Linked DNA regions of Mus musculus: region 2 is linked to region 1. Evidence: chromatin contacts called from public HiChIP or PLAC-seq data. All regions are on one chromosome and are shown on one strand. Each heading gives the region's core, a stretch centred on a gene start, on an enhancer-like site or on the middle of the called end of the contact. The rest is flanking DNA. Distances are from core to core; before and after follow the strand shown. Region 1 has its middle 18 kb from the start of Nup107. Region 2 overlaps Gm32663 (a long non-coding RNA gene).

Region 1 (2,994 bases), core at 224-2,723:
GCGGTGACTCACGGATGTCTCACCTAATCCCAGATTTGCTCAGAATCCCCACAGAGCACTTTAAATCCAAGACTGCGGGAGGTGCTTCTGACCGTTACAGAGGTCTGCTGACTTAGACTCTGGCAGACAATGGCCCCCCAAAGGTTACACTGACACCCCCAACCCCCAAAACCTTTGATGCTACAATCAACTGAAAAAAAAGGGGGCACCTGCAGATGCAATTAAAGGTTTGGCAAATAACACTGGGTTATCCAGATGGGCTCTGAATACCATCACAAGTATCTTTAAATGCCAAAGAACGGGCTTGCTTCTGGCGTCTCTAGCAAGTGTGCAGTCCTGTTTTGATTTGGGGATGTGAGCAGGAACCTCTATAGCTTAAACCACCACATCTGTTAGAACACTCTGTTTAGGACACAAATGCTTCCCCAGAGAATTAGATAAATAGAGCTACAGCTCATTACAAAAACAGTTAATTTATCTTTAAAACATTTCTGGCCAAGTACTAAAGTATTGTTTAAGAAAAATGAGGGGGAAAAAAGTGTGGCCTTTATTGGGAAGCCATGTGACATTGGGAAGCCATGTCACACCTGGTGGTGGCCTGTACCCGTAGCCGTGGCCCAGCTATCAGCAGCTCTGGGGCACTCGGTAGAGATCCACAGAGGCCTGGTGCCTTGGATCAGCTGTCAGTCCCCATCAGGAGGTGTGAATGAGAGCAGAAACAGTGAGGGGCGTATGGTGGGAGATGATGACCACCCTCTGCCTCCAATCTTTAATCCAACCCTGTCCATCCCAAGTCTGCTTCTACCAGGCTTTCATGCTCAGTTCTTATGGAAGCAAATGTCACCCATACCTATTAGTAAGGGCAACTGGTCAAACGTGGCTCTCTGGGGAAGAAGACAGCCATCACTCAACATAAACCCACCCTTCCCCAAGGTGTTTTTTTTTTCTCCTTAAATGTATCCCAACAACAACTTCTTGTCAGCTTCTCTAGATTATCTTCATCGGTGCCCAATCCCTTTGTTCCTCACCAACCTCAGACATTTTTTCCCCCAAGCCTTGGCATCTAAGTTGTTCTAGTGGTTCTCAACCTGTGGGTCTCGACCCCGTCTGACAAACCTCTACCTCCAAAAATATTTACATTACGAATTGAATCGTCGACAGTAACAAAATCGTAAGTAGTAAGGAAAATGACTTTGTTCTTGGGCGGAGTCCCTATACCATGAGGAACCGTGGTAAAGGGCCGCAGCGTCAGCAGGGTTGAGGACCAACTGGTTAACTGCTAACCAATTCTCTAGTCACTCTTACCAACTGGTTAACGGCTAACTAGTTCTCTAGTCACTCTTACGGTTTTTGGGTTTTTCCTTTTACCCGAGCAATACGCCCAAATCACTTAAGGGGTTAAGTCTAGCTCAGCAGTTCCTCAGCATGCCTGGAATTCACTGCCTTCGCCTCTCCCACTGTGGAGGGACTCATTAAGTCTTCGGAAGACGTGACTTCTTTGCCTTATCACTTCTTCCCCAGCCCTGGAGCACATTGCAGGGTTGACAGTGATAGTTTCTTGTTCTGAAATCATTCCTCATAAGGGACGCAGACTACCACACCATAAACAGAAATCTGAATGGGCAACAGGCAGAAGACAAAACTCGAAAGACTTTTTGTTCTCTGCCTTATTTAAAAACTGCGGTGACCTTTTAACTTGGGTTGGTACATTACTCACACAGAAATCCTCTAAGGTAAGGGTGTTGTTTCTAGAAAAGTCAAATGCTGAAGAGCTAAAGGCTATAGATGGGCGTTACCACACTTCCCAACAACAGTGAGGGAGACGAGGCTAGCTTAGGTCCAGCAGAGATGAGGCTAACCTAGGTCTAACCAGCCATCAAGCCAAATAGTAACAGTTCTGCCCACTCTTCTCCAACAGATGAGAAGGCTGACAGCAAAGGAGAAAAAGCCTTTGAACTTGTCAAACTTGATAGCAGGTTTTGCTAAACTAACCACACCATCAAGATGGAAGGCTCTGTGCAGGTTCAACATACGGCCGGCAGAGCTTTGCTGGCTGCGCATCTCCACACAGGCAGAACACCTGCTTCATCTTCAGCACTGTGAATAGTGCCTGGAATACAGCAGGCGCTGGAGAGAACGGTGGCAATGAGGTAGGTATCTCAAATTCTAGATATAACCTCTAGTTCCTAAGATCAGCAACTTACAAGGTTCTAGATATAACCTCTAGTTCCTAAGATCAGCAACTTACAAGGTTGTAAGGGAAACAGGCTTAAAACATATAGGATACATAAAACCCCCCTGGAGTCAGAAAACAGATCCAGTTAGAACAGTCATTTTGTGTCTACTTTTGCAGAATGTAAACTACGGTCGGCCGGGCGTGGTGGGGTTTGCCTGTAGCCTCACCAGTCACCACTCAGCAAATGCGGCCAGGAAGAGGTCAAGGTCGTCTTTGACTACACAGCAGGTCTGAAATCAGCCTGGACTCAACAAGACCTTGTCTCAAAACCAAAGCTAAGCCAAGCGGTGGTGGCACACGCCTTTAATCCCAGCACTTGGGAGGCAGAGGCAGGTGGATTTCTGAGTTCTGAGTGGTCTATAGAGTGAGTTCCAGGACAGCCAGGGCTACACAGAGAAACCCTGTCTTGAAAAACAAATGAAAAAAACCCAACCAACCAACCAACAAAAATTCCCAACCAAACAAAAAAACCTAAAACAACAAAAATCCACCACCATCAAAACAGTAATAACAATAAAGACGGACTTGTATGGAGCTTCAGCAACTGTCAGCCTTGGCACCAGTCCCCATCCCCAACACACTTGTGCATTTTTCCTTCTCCAGTGAAAGGAGCACGTTCCACTCGCCATACCTACCGCTCATGCACGCGTTTGTCAGGTACGATGTACTATAAAGCTACAACTGATTTTAAAATTATAGGCACACTAACAGTTTAAGAGAGACAAACTGGTAACCCTTATTTTTTAGGCAGTAGGAAT
Region 2 (2,994 bases), core at 289-2,788, 230 kb after region 1:
AGGACATAAAATCAGTCAGTGCTTGTGAGACTCTGGAGAGCAACAGTTCACCAAAGCGGTGAAACAAAGAGCGAACGACGGAGAAAGATGCAGAGGACTAAGTTTGGCTCACAGGTGTGCAATGATCCCTAGAGGATGCTATGTTCATGATCTACCTGGGAGCAGAGACTGTTCATGCAGAAGAGGAAGGCCCTTTGGGCAGCCGGGTGTGGCCAATGAAAATTTAGCAGCTTAGCCAGCCTCAGAGCTGCTGGGATCGAAGCCCACGCCTCCTTAGTCCCAGGCCTGTCCTGCGTCTACCTGCCGAGAACTGAAACTGCAGGCACGCGCAGTGCGTTTAAAGCTTTCCGCACATACTTTCATCTCTCAAACCTTTCCTCGATGCCAAAATACAAAAAGCACGGGGTGTTTAGTGGAAAATTTTGTTGTGATTTTTGGCAGTCCTCTATCTGTTCAGTATCTTTTGGCAGCGACAGGAATATTTATTTTCCTTTGGGGGAATTGCTTGCCACTCTGTTCCATTCTAGCCGGGCGGGTAACAGAGAGGCCTCGCTCACCCCAGCCACACTGCAGGCCAAATTGAATACAGGACTCACCGAAATGGGTGCCACCCTGGAACTTGATCTCACTTGGCTACACAGAGACTAAAGAGAGCTCACTTATTCCAGTAATAAAGCCAGAGACTGTGACACTTCTGGTGACACAGGCCTTCTAGGGATCATGGTTGTTTTGGTTTGTTTGTTCGTTCTCAGGAACTTGTCACCTTCCAGAGACCCCCACTTTCAAACACCACCACACACTGGGCAGCCTTCGACTGGTAAGGTCTGGCATCAGAGACATTCTGCCTATTGTGCTAAGGGTAGGTAAATTGACCAACTTCATACAGTTTGTAGTTGGCAGAACTAGGAATTGAATCCACTGAAAATTTCAGTATGTCTGGTAGTTCCCCCCCCCTGCAACCCCCCCTGCAACCCCCCCCCCCCGCTGTAATATTTTTGTTGGGAATCTAAAGGTATTGAATAAAGCTAAACATGTTCTTTAGATAACAAATTATCTTTCGCTCAGATTTAGGGTATGTACATATCATATATGTAAATATCATATATATGATATTTATTTACATATGTTATATGTATTTATATGCATTTACATATAATATATATTTAGGATATTTTCAGTCAGTATCATAGGAAGTATATCTGATCCATTATAGAGTCCCAAAAGATTTATGGAGTTAGAGTGCTTGGTAACTATAGATATTAATCAATTCAGCTTTCTAGTCTTACTGACAAGAAAATGCAGTCCAACAGATGTCTATATTGCCAAGCCATACTGAAGTTCCTATGTGTGGATAATGAGGTTTAGATGCAAACCAATTTAGCTTAGTCACAAGACAGGTGGGACTGGTAAATTTACATAGCTCAATTAAGATCTTCCAGCCAAAGGGAGCCTCCAGGTTTTATATAACAATGTATCCATTTGCCTCTGGCTGGGACAGGGAGGGGGGCTGAGAGTCTCAGTACACCTCAGTCTTTTTTCTTTACAGCCCACAGAGAAGGTTTTTCAATCACTTCCTTTGTGAAGCACTGAGCATCACTCTCACTTCAACCTAATGACACTTTTACATGCAAATGCCGAACACTTTAGATGCCCGGTTTAAAAACTAATCTATTCTATTTAAAGGCAAATTGTTATTTGGAAATCAGAAGCCACCTTCCAAGCAAGCTGAAACATTGCAGGGTGATTGAAGTGGTTGTATTATATGACCCCGGGTATGTTTTCATAGTTAGAAATAATGCAAGCCCCAGGCTTCCAAAAAGAATACATTGTGTGAAAGATGGCTGAGTGACTGAATGTCTTCTTTAACTAGGAGGGGAATGGCTGGGGGCCTGGTGGGGGACTTTCTGAAACAGTGAGAGCTTGTTAGGTTCAGCTTGGGGATCTTCCACAGAGGAGCTCAATACAGCATATTTTTATTTATTTGTCTGTTTGTTTATTTATTTATGTGGACAGTGCTTCTCTGTGTAGCTCTGTCTTGGAACTTGCTCTAAAGACCAGAGGCTGTCCTGGAACTCACAGAGCTCTGCCTGCCTCTGTCTGCCCCTGCCTGCCTCTGACTGCCTCTGCCTGCCCCTGCCTGCCCCTGCTTGCCTCTGCCTGCCCCTGCCTGCCTCTGCCTGCCTCTGCCTCTGTCTGCCTCTGCGTGCCTCTGCCTGCCCCTGCCTCTGTCTGCCTCTGCCTCTGCCTGCCTCTGCGTGCCTCTGCCTTAAGCATGCTGGGATTAAAGGTGTGGACCACCCCACCTGCTAACACAGCAAATATTTATTGGATGTTTCTTGTATGTGACCTTTGAACTAAGATCTTGGAGAATGAAGCTGCCTTCGGCATTTGTAAGGAATAGTCCCAGGACTCCTTATGATCTTCCAAACCTATGCATGCTCAAAACTCTTATATAAACCGATGTTTCCGTATAGTGCCTGCACATTCTCATGTATAGTTTAAATCGTCCCCTAATTAAGTATAATAGGGAGCACACTGTAAATTGTTGTTATGCAGATAGTTTGGGGGAGTGATATAAAGGAAAAAATTATGCTGAACCTGGTCAGTATAATTTCTTTCAAATATTTCCATTCCACGGTTGTTTGTATCTTATAAGCATCCTAGGCCAAAATGTTTGAGCTGTGTGTTTTCCTCCATTTACCCTTATCAACACATTGGTGTCTGTCTTGGTTTAGCCCTGGATGCTGTAGACTTTCCCTATCAACTATGGTCTTGTGTGTGTGTGTGTGTGTGTGTGTGTGTGTGTGTGTGTGTGTGTATGTGTGTGTGTAGGGGGTTTGCCCAGGGTAGAGGAGTGGTATGGTGTCTAGGCTCCACTGCCTTACACTCTCCCTATGTGCACGCTAGGCAATGGCTGCTGTGTTACTTTTAGATTGGGGATTCACTGTGGGGATCTCTTTCAAAACTACAACTCCCATAGAGCTTTATTCATCA

What was found. HiChIP or PLAC-seq counts read pairs in DNA pulled down with a chosen protein or histone mark.
Region 2: an H3K27ac HiChIP or PLAC-seq map of embryonic stem cells shows a contact between it and region 1, with 2.9 times the contacts expected there. The contact joins two enhancer-like sites. A contact is called at or near these places in 4 of 484 Hi-C or Micro-C datasets (the G1E-ER4 cell line, bone marrow-derived macrophages, embryonic stem cells and 1 more), 6 of 115 datasets of contacts at active chromatin or transcription factors (effector CD8 T cells, embryonic stem cells and microglia) and 4 of 9 other capture datasets (adipose tissue, embryonic stem cells, liver and 1 more).

Annotation. Positions count from the first base shown.
Region 1 is chr10:117,809,323-117,812,316 of GRCm38.p6, forward strand. No RefSeq gene overlaps it. Among named protein-coding and RNA genes, the nearest start is that of Nup107, 18 kb to the left of the region's middle. Within about 2 kb of position 1,474, at least 28 of the 459 cell types and tissues checked have an H3K27ac peak or open chromatin away from gene starts, as enhancers often do. A contact at or near this core is called in embryonic stem cells, where this site is marked.
Region 2 is chr10:118,043,468-118,046,461 of GRCm38.p6, forward strand. All of the region lies in intron 1 of Gm32663 (a long non-coding RNA gene), which reads left to right. Among named protein-coding and RNA genes, the nearest start is that of Gm32663, 32 kb to the left of the region's middle. Within about 2 kb of position 1,539, at least 22 of the 459 cell types and tissues checked have an H3K27ac peak or open chromatin away from gene starts, as enhancers often do. A contact at or near this core is called in embryonic stem cells, where this site is marked.